2 separate regions of the Sus scrofa genome follow, and region 2 is linked to region 1. Evidence: chromatin contacts called from public targeted proximity ligation data. All regions are on one chromosome and are shown on one strand. The core of a region is the stretch at or near the end of the contact, and the rest is flanking DNA. Distances in the headings are between cores, read along the strand shown.

Evidence for each region.
Region 2: a targeted proximity ligation map of alveolar macrophages shows a contact between it and region 1. A contact is called at or near these places in 9 of 47 Hi-C or Micro-C datasets (embryonic fibroblasts, fetal skeletal muscle, heart right ventricle and 4 more) and 1 of 2 datasets of targeted methods (alveolar macrophages).

What each region holds. Positions count from the first base shown.
Region 1 is chr5:17,012,884-17,017,230 of Sscrofa11.1, reverse strand. All of the region lies in intron 1 of SCN8A (sodium channel protein type 8 subunit alpha), which reads right to left. Among named protein-coding and RNA genes, the nearest start is that of SCN8A, 38 kb to the right of the region's middle.
Region 2 is chr5:17,244,529-17,248,870 of Sscrofa11.1, reverse strand. ANKRD33 (ankyrin repeat domain-containing protein 33) reads right to left here and starts at 1,531. Exons shown (of 5, transcript XM_021091670.1): 1 at 962-1,531; 2 at 87-631. The coding sequence starts at 585.

The DNA.
Region 1 (4,347 bases), core at 846-3,345:
CGCAAAGAAGTATTCTGGGTAATAAAAAACTGGTGGCAGGAATTTTGCAAAGCACCACGGTAAAAGCAAACCTCCTTAGCAAAGAAATAGTTAGTGAAGATTCCATTTTTTCCTTTTTGTCTTTTTAGGGCTGTACCGGAGGCATATGGAATTTCCCAGGCTAGGGGTCAAATTGGAGCTGTAGCTACTAGCCTACACCACAGCCACACAATGAGGGATCCGAGCTGCGTCCGTGACCTACACCACAGCTCACGGCAACGCAGGATCCTTAACCCACTGAGAGAGGCCAGGGATCAAACCTGCATCCTCACGGATACTGGTCAGGTTCATTATTGCTGGGCCACAACAGGAACGCCAAGATTCTTACTGAAAATGTGATTTTTGAGCCAACAGAGAAGTTGATTTTTTTAATAGACATTCCAGTGCAAAACAGTGTGGGAGAAAGGTCAGAAAAGAGCCAAGAACCTTAAAAACTGTAGTTGGGAACAGAGAGCTGATTTCCCCTTGTCCTTTACCTTCGAAGGCTTTCTGTTATTTGTGTACACGCATACACGTATAAGGCAGATATGTTAAGTCTGAAAAAGCCCCTGGGGATTCTGACGTCCATGCCCCTTGGCAGCCTCCCCTCCCCAGGCGCCCTCTCCTGCAGCCTTGAAAACGTAGCTGTGGGTTTTCTACACAGATGACCGACGCACGGAGCTTTACTACCACATACATCACCACGTTTGAGTCTCAAAATAACCTGGAGAAGGTGGGTGCTGCTATTATTCTCATTTCACAGAAGAGAAATATAAAGTTCGCAGAGGTAACACAAGCAATTTGCCCAAGGTCACGGTGAGGGGTCGGGAGGGAAGCTGTGAAAGCACTTGAGGAAACAAATAACAAACATGGGTGGTGGGAGGCAGACCTCCTCCGGGGAGGGGAGGCCAAGCTCTCGGCAGTGGGCCTGGGACCAAGGAGATGGTTCAAAAGAGGCAGGGGGAGGGTACACAGGATACTCTTGGGTTTCACGGGAACCCATGATAATTTCTTACATTCAAAAAAAGGCCTGAAGTAAATATTGTAATATTCTCTATACTTTCCTGTACACTTAAATTCTTGTATTAAAAATACAAGAATTCCGGAGTTGCCTGATGGGTAGGGGATTAAGGATTCAGCATTGTCACTGCTGTGGCTCAGGTTCAATCCCTGGCCTGGGAATTTCCACATGTTGCAGGTACAGACAAAACAAACAAACAAACAAACAAACAAACAAACAAACAAAAAACACCAGAATTCTATGGGCAAAGTTCAGAGATACCACAATACTGAGGTTAGGATGCCAAGGAATAGACAGTACCTGAGGCCTAGGTAGAAAAGGTTTTACTTCTCTGGGGATCAGAACAGGTGAAAGTATAATTCTGTCTCGGGTCAAGGTTAGACCTAGGAGTACACCAGCAGGAGAGAAGAGAATTATGCAAACAGCAGACCTAGAGGGGAAGTGGGGAAAGGCCAAGGAATCCAGCCACACCCTACACTGGGTCAAGCTGACTCAGTAACCTAAGGCCACATGCCGAGGACTAACTCACTCTGTAAATTGTCCTAAAATAATTCCCCACTTAACAGAGAAATCATTTGTACTTTTAAAAACCAGCTGAATGTACCCAAGCACAATGCAGCTAGGCCTATGGGAAGGAGACAAGACCAGTTTGAAAAAGAACAAAGGCTATGCATGTCGGGCTTTATCTTGAAGGAGAAATTCCTCACTATCTTACAAGTGAGGGCTATTGGAAATGACTTGAGCAAGGGTGGGGACAAAGCCTGGGCGACCAGGAGTCACGGGCTGGGGGGCAGTATTGCCTCAACCCCACTGGGGAAACCATTTCGTAAAAAACTCTTGTATTCTTCTCTGTCTTGCTGGTTTTATGTCCCTGATCCTTCCATGTTAACACGGGGGGAGGGGTGGGGAGAAGGGTGGATCTTGCATAGCTGGGCCCAGAATAGAACTCCAGCGCCCTGTCTCTTGGTTCACTTCTGGACCATGCTACCTCAGGAAGGAACATTTGAAAATAGTAATTCTCTCCCACCTTGCAACCAAGCTGTGCAGGAGCACATGATCAATGAATGAAGCTGGCTAAGTGACTCAGCACCCGGCTGGCGCTCCTGTGAGTCAGGCCCAGAATCCTGAGTGGTTGGAAGCACAATCTCTTTAAATTAAGACCTTAAAACCAAGGTCTTTACCACCTGAGAGCACTAAAAGATTTCAGGGTATTTTATTTTGTCTGAACAAGTATCAGGATGTCTCCTCTCGCATCCTAGATATGAATCGGCTTGAGTAATTAAATCGTCCATAATTTTCATGGATGTCACCCTCTTTGTACGCTGTAGGTTGATTCCAGTAGTAATCTTAGAGCCCAGAACCAGCTGAGGTAGACAGAGGTAGGAGTATAGACAGGACAGGGGATCAGTGGCTGGACCATAGGAACTAACTAACAGTTTAGGATCACATCTGCATCTCTTTCTATTTAATGCAAAAAAGACCCCGAAGTAAGACCTCGTATTCCTCTGAAGAGAACAACTATGAGCACAGCTTTGGGGGTGTACTGGTAAGCTGCCCCAACCTGACCCTGTCAATAGCCCTTGGTTTTGACCACCTGCTCCCAGCAGGGAGGAAGCTAGCCTCTGAGCGATGACCCCTGTGACAGATGGCACAGTATAGACAGAAAAGGGCCAGCCAAAAATATTCCTTCCCACACAGGGAGGGAGCCTGAGTGTCTAAAGGCAGGAGTCAAAGCAACAAAGCAATGAAATTCACCAAGTGTATCTTAAACTCACCCTCAGGATATCAACAGTCTTTTGAATGACAAATGAATCAAAACCCTTGATGAAGGGACCTCAGGATCCTGGGCATGGCAAGCTGCCACTAGCAAAGTTTTAGAACAAATTGTCTTGGGGGGAAAGGTGACAATGAGCTTGGTGAAGGACTCTCAGAACCACTGAGGAGAACCTGAGCACTTAAGGCAATCTTAAAATCAACTCAAGTTTCCAGAGACTGAGTAACCTTGAAGTAACAGAAAGAGTTCAGAGAATGGTGATTGCAAGTATCAGTCCTAGAATGGACTTCAACTGGCAGGATAAAAATCCACTAGCCCCTGCTTTGAACTGATTACAAGCACTAGGAAGGAGACATAAAAGGAACAAAAGTGAAGAAGCTGACATTAAAAAAAAAAAAAAGGTGAGGAAAGGAAGTGCCACTTATCATGTGCCAATGCCCGGCACTCTGCAAGAAGTCTTTCCACACAGCCACCGTGATCCTATGAAGGAAGCATTATTTGTTGCCATTTTTAAAGGAATAAACTACCATAGCAGCATTATTCACAGGAGCCAAAAAGTGGAAGCAACCCAAGGGCCCACTGACAGTGAATGGATAAAGAAAACGTAGCATATACATACAATGGAATATTTTGTTCAGCCTTAAAAAGGAAATTCTGACACAAGCTACTTGGATGAAGCTTGAACCCTTATGCCAAGTGAAATAAGCTAGTCACAAAAGGACAAATACCACGTTTCCTTTTATACAAGGCACCTAGGGTAGTCAAATTCATAGACAGAAAGTAGAATGTAATTACCAAGAGCTGGAGGAAAGGAAGAATGGGGCATTATTGTTCAAAGGGTACGGGGTCTCAGTTCTAGGAAACGGAGAGGGATGGTAGTGAGGGTTACACACCAATGTGAATGTACTTAATGCCACTGAACAGCACACTTAAAAATAAAGAGGCAGCTTAAGTGCCTCTCAATAGATGAATGGATAAAGACATATAAAGATGTGGTATGCAATGGAATATCACTCAATCATAAAAAAGAATGAAATCTTGCCGTCTGCAACAACATGAATGGACCTAGAGGGTACTGTGCCAACTGAAATAAGTCCAGAGAAAGACAAATGCTGTATGATTTCACTTACATGTGGAATCTAAAACACAAAACAAATGAGTAAATACAATAAAAACAGAAACAGAATTATAGATACAGAGAACAAACAGGGGGTTGCCAGAGGGGAGGGGGTGGAGGGAGGAAAGAAATCCGTGAGGGAGATTGACAGGTACAAACTTCCAGCTGCAAAATATATGAGTCACTCTTATGCGATGTACAAGGTGGGGAATATAGTCAATACCAATGGAATATCTTTGTATAGTGACATATACAACTAGAGGTAGGTGACGATCATTCATATGGAGGTTCCCAGGCCAGGGGTCAAATGCAGCCATATAGAGATTCCCAGGCTAGGGGTCGAATCAGAGCTGTAGCTGCTGGCCTACACCACAGCCATAACGACGTCAGATCCAAGCCACGTCTGTGACCTACACC
Region 2 (4,342 bases), core at 282-2,781, 230 kb before region 1:
GTGTCAGAGTGAGAGAACATTGGTGCAAAGAGTGTGGGCTGTGGCCTTGGTCTGGCGGGTAGAGGGTGGGGTCAGCAGCCTCTTACCTGCTTGGGCAGCCAGCATGAGGGCTGTGTCCCCCTCTTTGTCCTGCTGGTTCACATCCAGGAAAGGACAGCGGCTGAGCAGAGCCACGACACTCCGGAAGCCATGGTAGCATGCGACCATGAGGCCTGTCTGGGGGAGGGGCAGCTCAGCCCCCGTGCTTCCCTCCTGGAGCTTCTTGGGGGCCCTGGGCCCTTTAAATCCACATCTGACCCAGGGATGTCCCAGTTCCTGTGAAGACCCACTCTCTCCCTTCCTCCTGAGGACCCAGGCAGTGGATGCCATCCTGAAATTCCCAGGACGAGTGGGGTGACTCACCCTCCCATTGCCGTCCACCTGGGTGGCCTCCTCTGGGGAGACCCCATCATCCAGGATGGCTTGGAGCTGGGCAGAGTCATTTCGGACACAGGCCCAGTACAGGGCCCCCAGCGTGCAGCCTGGGATAGAGGCATCAGACACGTCCAGCCCTCCCCTCGGCAATGGCAGCTCCTCCTCTTCCATGCTGGGGGCAAGAAGGCGGGTTTCCCCCCTTCAATGCAGCTGGCATCTATAACACAGAATGAGGGGAATGGTGTCCCTCTGAATCCTGGGACATGTCTCAGCATCTGTGACTCACCCCAATGGCCCAAGGAAGAGTCCTTTCCTACTGGAGTGTCCCATCCCATTCACCCTGGAGAAAGGACATGCCGGTGGCAGGGAAGCAGAGTGGCAGGAGCCCTAAGAGGGTAGAAGTCACTATAAGTGAGGATCCTGGTGAGATTCAGGGAGAGCGGCAGTTCCCTTTTTCCCAGGGGACCTTACCTGGGGTTTGGAGGCTCCCTAGGAGGTAGCCATTGCTGGGACTCACAGTAAGCCCCAGACTCCTGAGAGCACTCACCGGGTCTCTGGAGCGCCTCAAGGTGGACTCTCCCCCCCAGGAAGCAACGCAGGTAACAGATGGCTCGACTTAACGGAAAGAGCTGCCTCAAACACCTCGGGGCTGAGCTGGATCAAGCCGGGTTAGTTAGGGATGAGGTGCAGGGCGGGGCAGGTGCTCTCCCCTCCCCAAGCCGACAGAGCCCCGCCCCACGAGCCTGCCTAGAGTGGGCGGGGCCCGAGTCCGAGTGGCTCCTCCCCCGAGGAGGGGGCTCTGAGAGTAAGATCCGCCTCTCCTGCAAACTCACACCTTCGGCCCCCTTCGGAGACCAGCTCCAAACCCACGCTTTGAAGAGTGGAGCCGGGCTTGGCAGGGGGGGTAGGGGTGGGAGAGGCTGTAAGTCACACACCTCTCTAAAGAGGGTGACTGGGACGGGCATAGGGGCCCCAGGGGTCACCTGGATCTATTTTTTTAGATTCTGGGGAAATTAAAGCATAAAGAATTGCTTAATTAGGGTACAGAAATTATGATATATTCAGTTTAATGGATTAGTTTGATGTGGTACATTAAATATAAAATATTTAAATTATATTCACATGTAAATGAATTATTTTGATTATTCAAATCAAACTATGGTTTTCATTATTTATTTATTTATTTATTTATTTTAATGGAAGGTTTTATTTTATTTTTTTGTCTTTTCTAGGGCCGCACCTGCGGCATATGGAGGTTCCCAGGCTAGGGGTCTAATCAGAGCTGTAGCTGCTGGCCCACACCACAGCTCACGGCAACGCCAGATCGTTAACCCACTGAGCAAGGCCAGGGATCAAACCTGCAACCTCATGGTTCCTGGTCGGATTAGTTAACCACTGAGCCATGACAGGAACTCCCATTATTTATTAAATTAATAAAATTATTATTAAATTATTCTTTAAGTTAAATTACCTTTTTTTTTTTTTTTTTTTTTGTCTTTTTGCCATTTCTAGGACCGCTCCAGTGGCATATGGAGGTTCCCAGGCTAGGGGTGTAATCGGAGCTGTAGCCGCCGGCCTACACCAGAGCCACAGCAACATGGGATCGGAGCTGCGTCTGCAACCTACACCACAGCTCATGGCAACACCGGATCCTTAACCCACTGAGCGAGGCCAGGGATGGAACATGCGTCCTCATGGTTCCTAGTCATGATTTCCACTGATCCACAATGGGAACTCGATGACACATATATTCGTGACAACATACATTTCATTGAAAAAAGTAGTGGTGGTTTGTTTTATTTTAACTCACACCTTAGATTGTGCTACAGAGCTTATTGTGTTCGTTCTTTTCACTCAGTGCTGTTTTGGGGGTTGGTCCTTGCTGCTTTTTATGCAGTGTATCAGTCAGGTGTTGTAACCAAAAACTGACCTCAGGGGTGTGGTTGCTGCCATAGGCTGGCTGCTCAACCTGCTTCCAAAACTGTAAAAGCTGGAAAGGTATAATGACACTTCCCAGATTCTTGTGAGCTAGGAATCTGTGATTTAAGTTCTGCTTTTGTGTAAGACACAAATTTGGAATAGAGCTAAGTAGCATGGGACATCCGTTTTGCTGTCACAAATTGTGACAGATACGGTTGGGGGGGTCTAGTGAGCAGTTTCCTGATTCGTCAGCTTCCTGTAGTAGTGACTTGTTTTCTGGATCACAGGCAGAGGTCATGTGCCTCTCAAAGCTGGGAGTTGTTCCCAGACCTAGAGCCTGCTTCTTTATTTAAACTAGCCAGATTTATTTCTGTTACCAGTAATTAAACCCTAACTGACATGTGTGGCTTAAACAAGTAGAGGTTTATTCTTCATACAAGATAAAAAGTTCAAAGATAAGAAGCTGTTGGTGTTGACTGAGTAACTCGATGATGTCAGGGCCTTCTCTGGGAGTCTCTTGGCTTTTCCTCATGGTCACAATATAGCTGCTGTACCTCTAGCCATCACAGTAAAATGTGGTGAAGGGACACTGTGGACTCTATGCAGCAGTTGGAAGAAATCTACGAGATGATGGGTCAGACATCTCTGATTAAATGATACACTCCCTATCCATAACCCTCTTCTCTCTGGTCACCTTTTGGTCAGGTGTGACCAGTTAACACAGTTTTGGCCAATGAAATGCAAGCAGCAGTCTGATGGGGGAGGCTCCTTGGAAAATCTTTGCTCTCTTGATAAAAGGTATGGTGTGTCCCTTTTAACCTTTCTTTCTTCCCTCTTATTCCTGCTGCATAGGATGCCATAGTGTGCATCCATCACATCTGACTTATCTGCTCTTCCAAAGGTGGACCCCTATGCTGCCTCCAACTTCATGCCACTACAAATACTGCAGGGACCATCCTTGTATATATCTAGCTGTGGACCCAAAAGAGAGCATCTCAGAGTCTGCTGGGTCATAGGGCATAGGGTACATACATTTTTATTGGCCACCTGCTCCCAGATTGCTCCCTATTTTAGTGACCCACCAAGAGTGCGTAAAAGTATCTCAAATCCTTGCCAACACTTGAACTTATTCAGCCTTCTAGTTTTTATCAGTCTGATGGTACAGAACTATAAAAGGATTTTTTTTTTCTTTTTCGGCCTCCCTGAGGCATATGGAGTTCCCAGGCCTGGGATCAGACCTATGCTGCAGCTGTGGCAATGCCAGATCCTTTAATCCACTGTGCTGGGCTGGGGATCAAACCCATGTCCTGGCGCTGCAGAAACACCACCAATCCTGTTGCACCACAGTGGGAACTCCATGCTTTATTTTATTTATTTTTTTGCCATACTTGTGACATATGGAATTTCCTGAGCCAAGGATCGAACCCACATCACAACAGTGGCTGGAGCTGCTGCAGTAACAACTCTGGAGCTTTAACCTACTGCATCACAGGGGAACTCCCTATCCTGTCTTTTTTATTGAGTTTTCAGGAATTTCTGTTAATATTCTAGATAATAAACCCTTGTCTTTTTTTGCCTTTTCTAGGACCACTCCCATGGCATATGGAGGTTCCCAGGCTAGGGGTCCAATTGGAGCTGTAGCCACCAGCCTACGCCAGAGCCACAGCAACGCAGGATCCGAGCCGCGTCTGCGACCTACACCACAGCTCACGGCAACGCAATCTCATGGTTCCTAGTCGGATTTGTTAACCACTGTGCCAAACAGGAACTCCAGGGAACTCCTTATTTTTAATATTTAGTCTTTAATCCATCTGGAAATTACTTTTCTATATGGTATGAGAAAGAGATCTGTTATGAACTTAATTGTGCCCCCCTCAAATTCATACGTTGGAATTCCTGTTATGGCTCAGTGGAAAGTACCCAACTAGCACCCGTGAGGACCAGGTTCGATCCCTGGCCTTGCTCAGTGGGTTAAGGATCCGGCGTTGCCATGAGCTGTGGTGTAGGT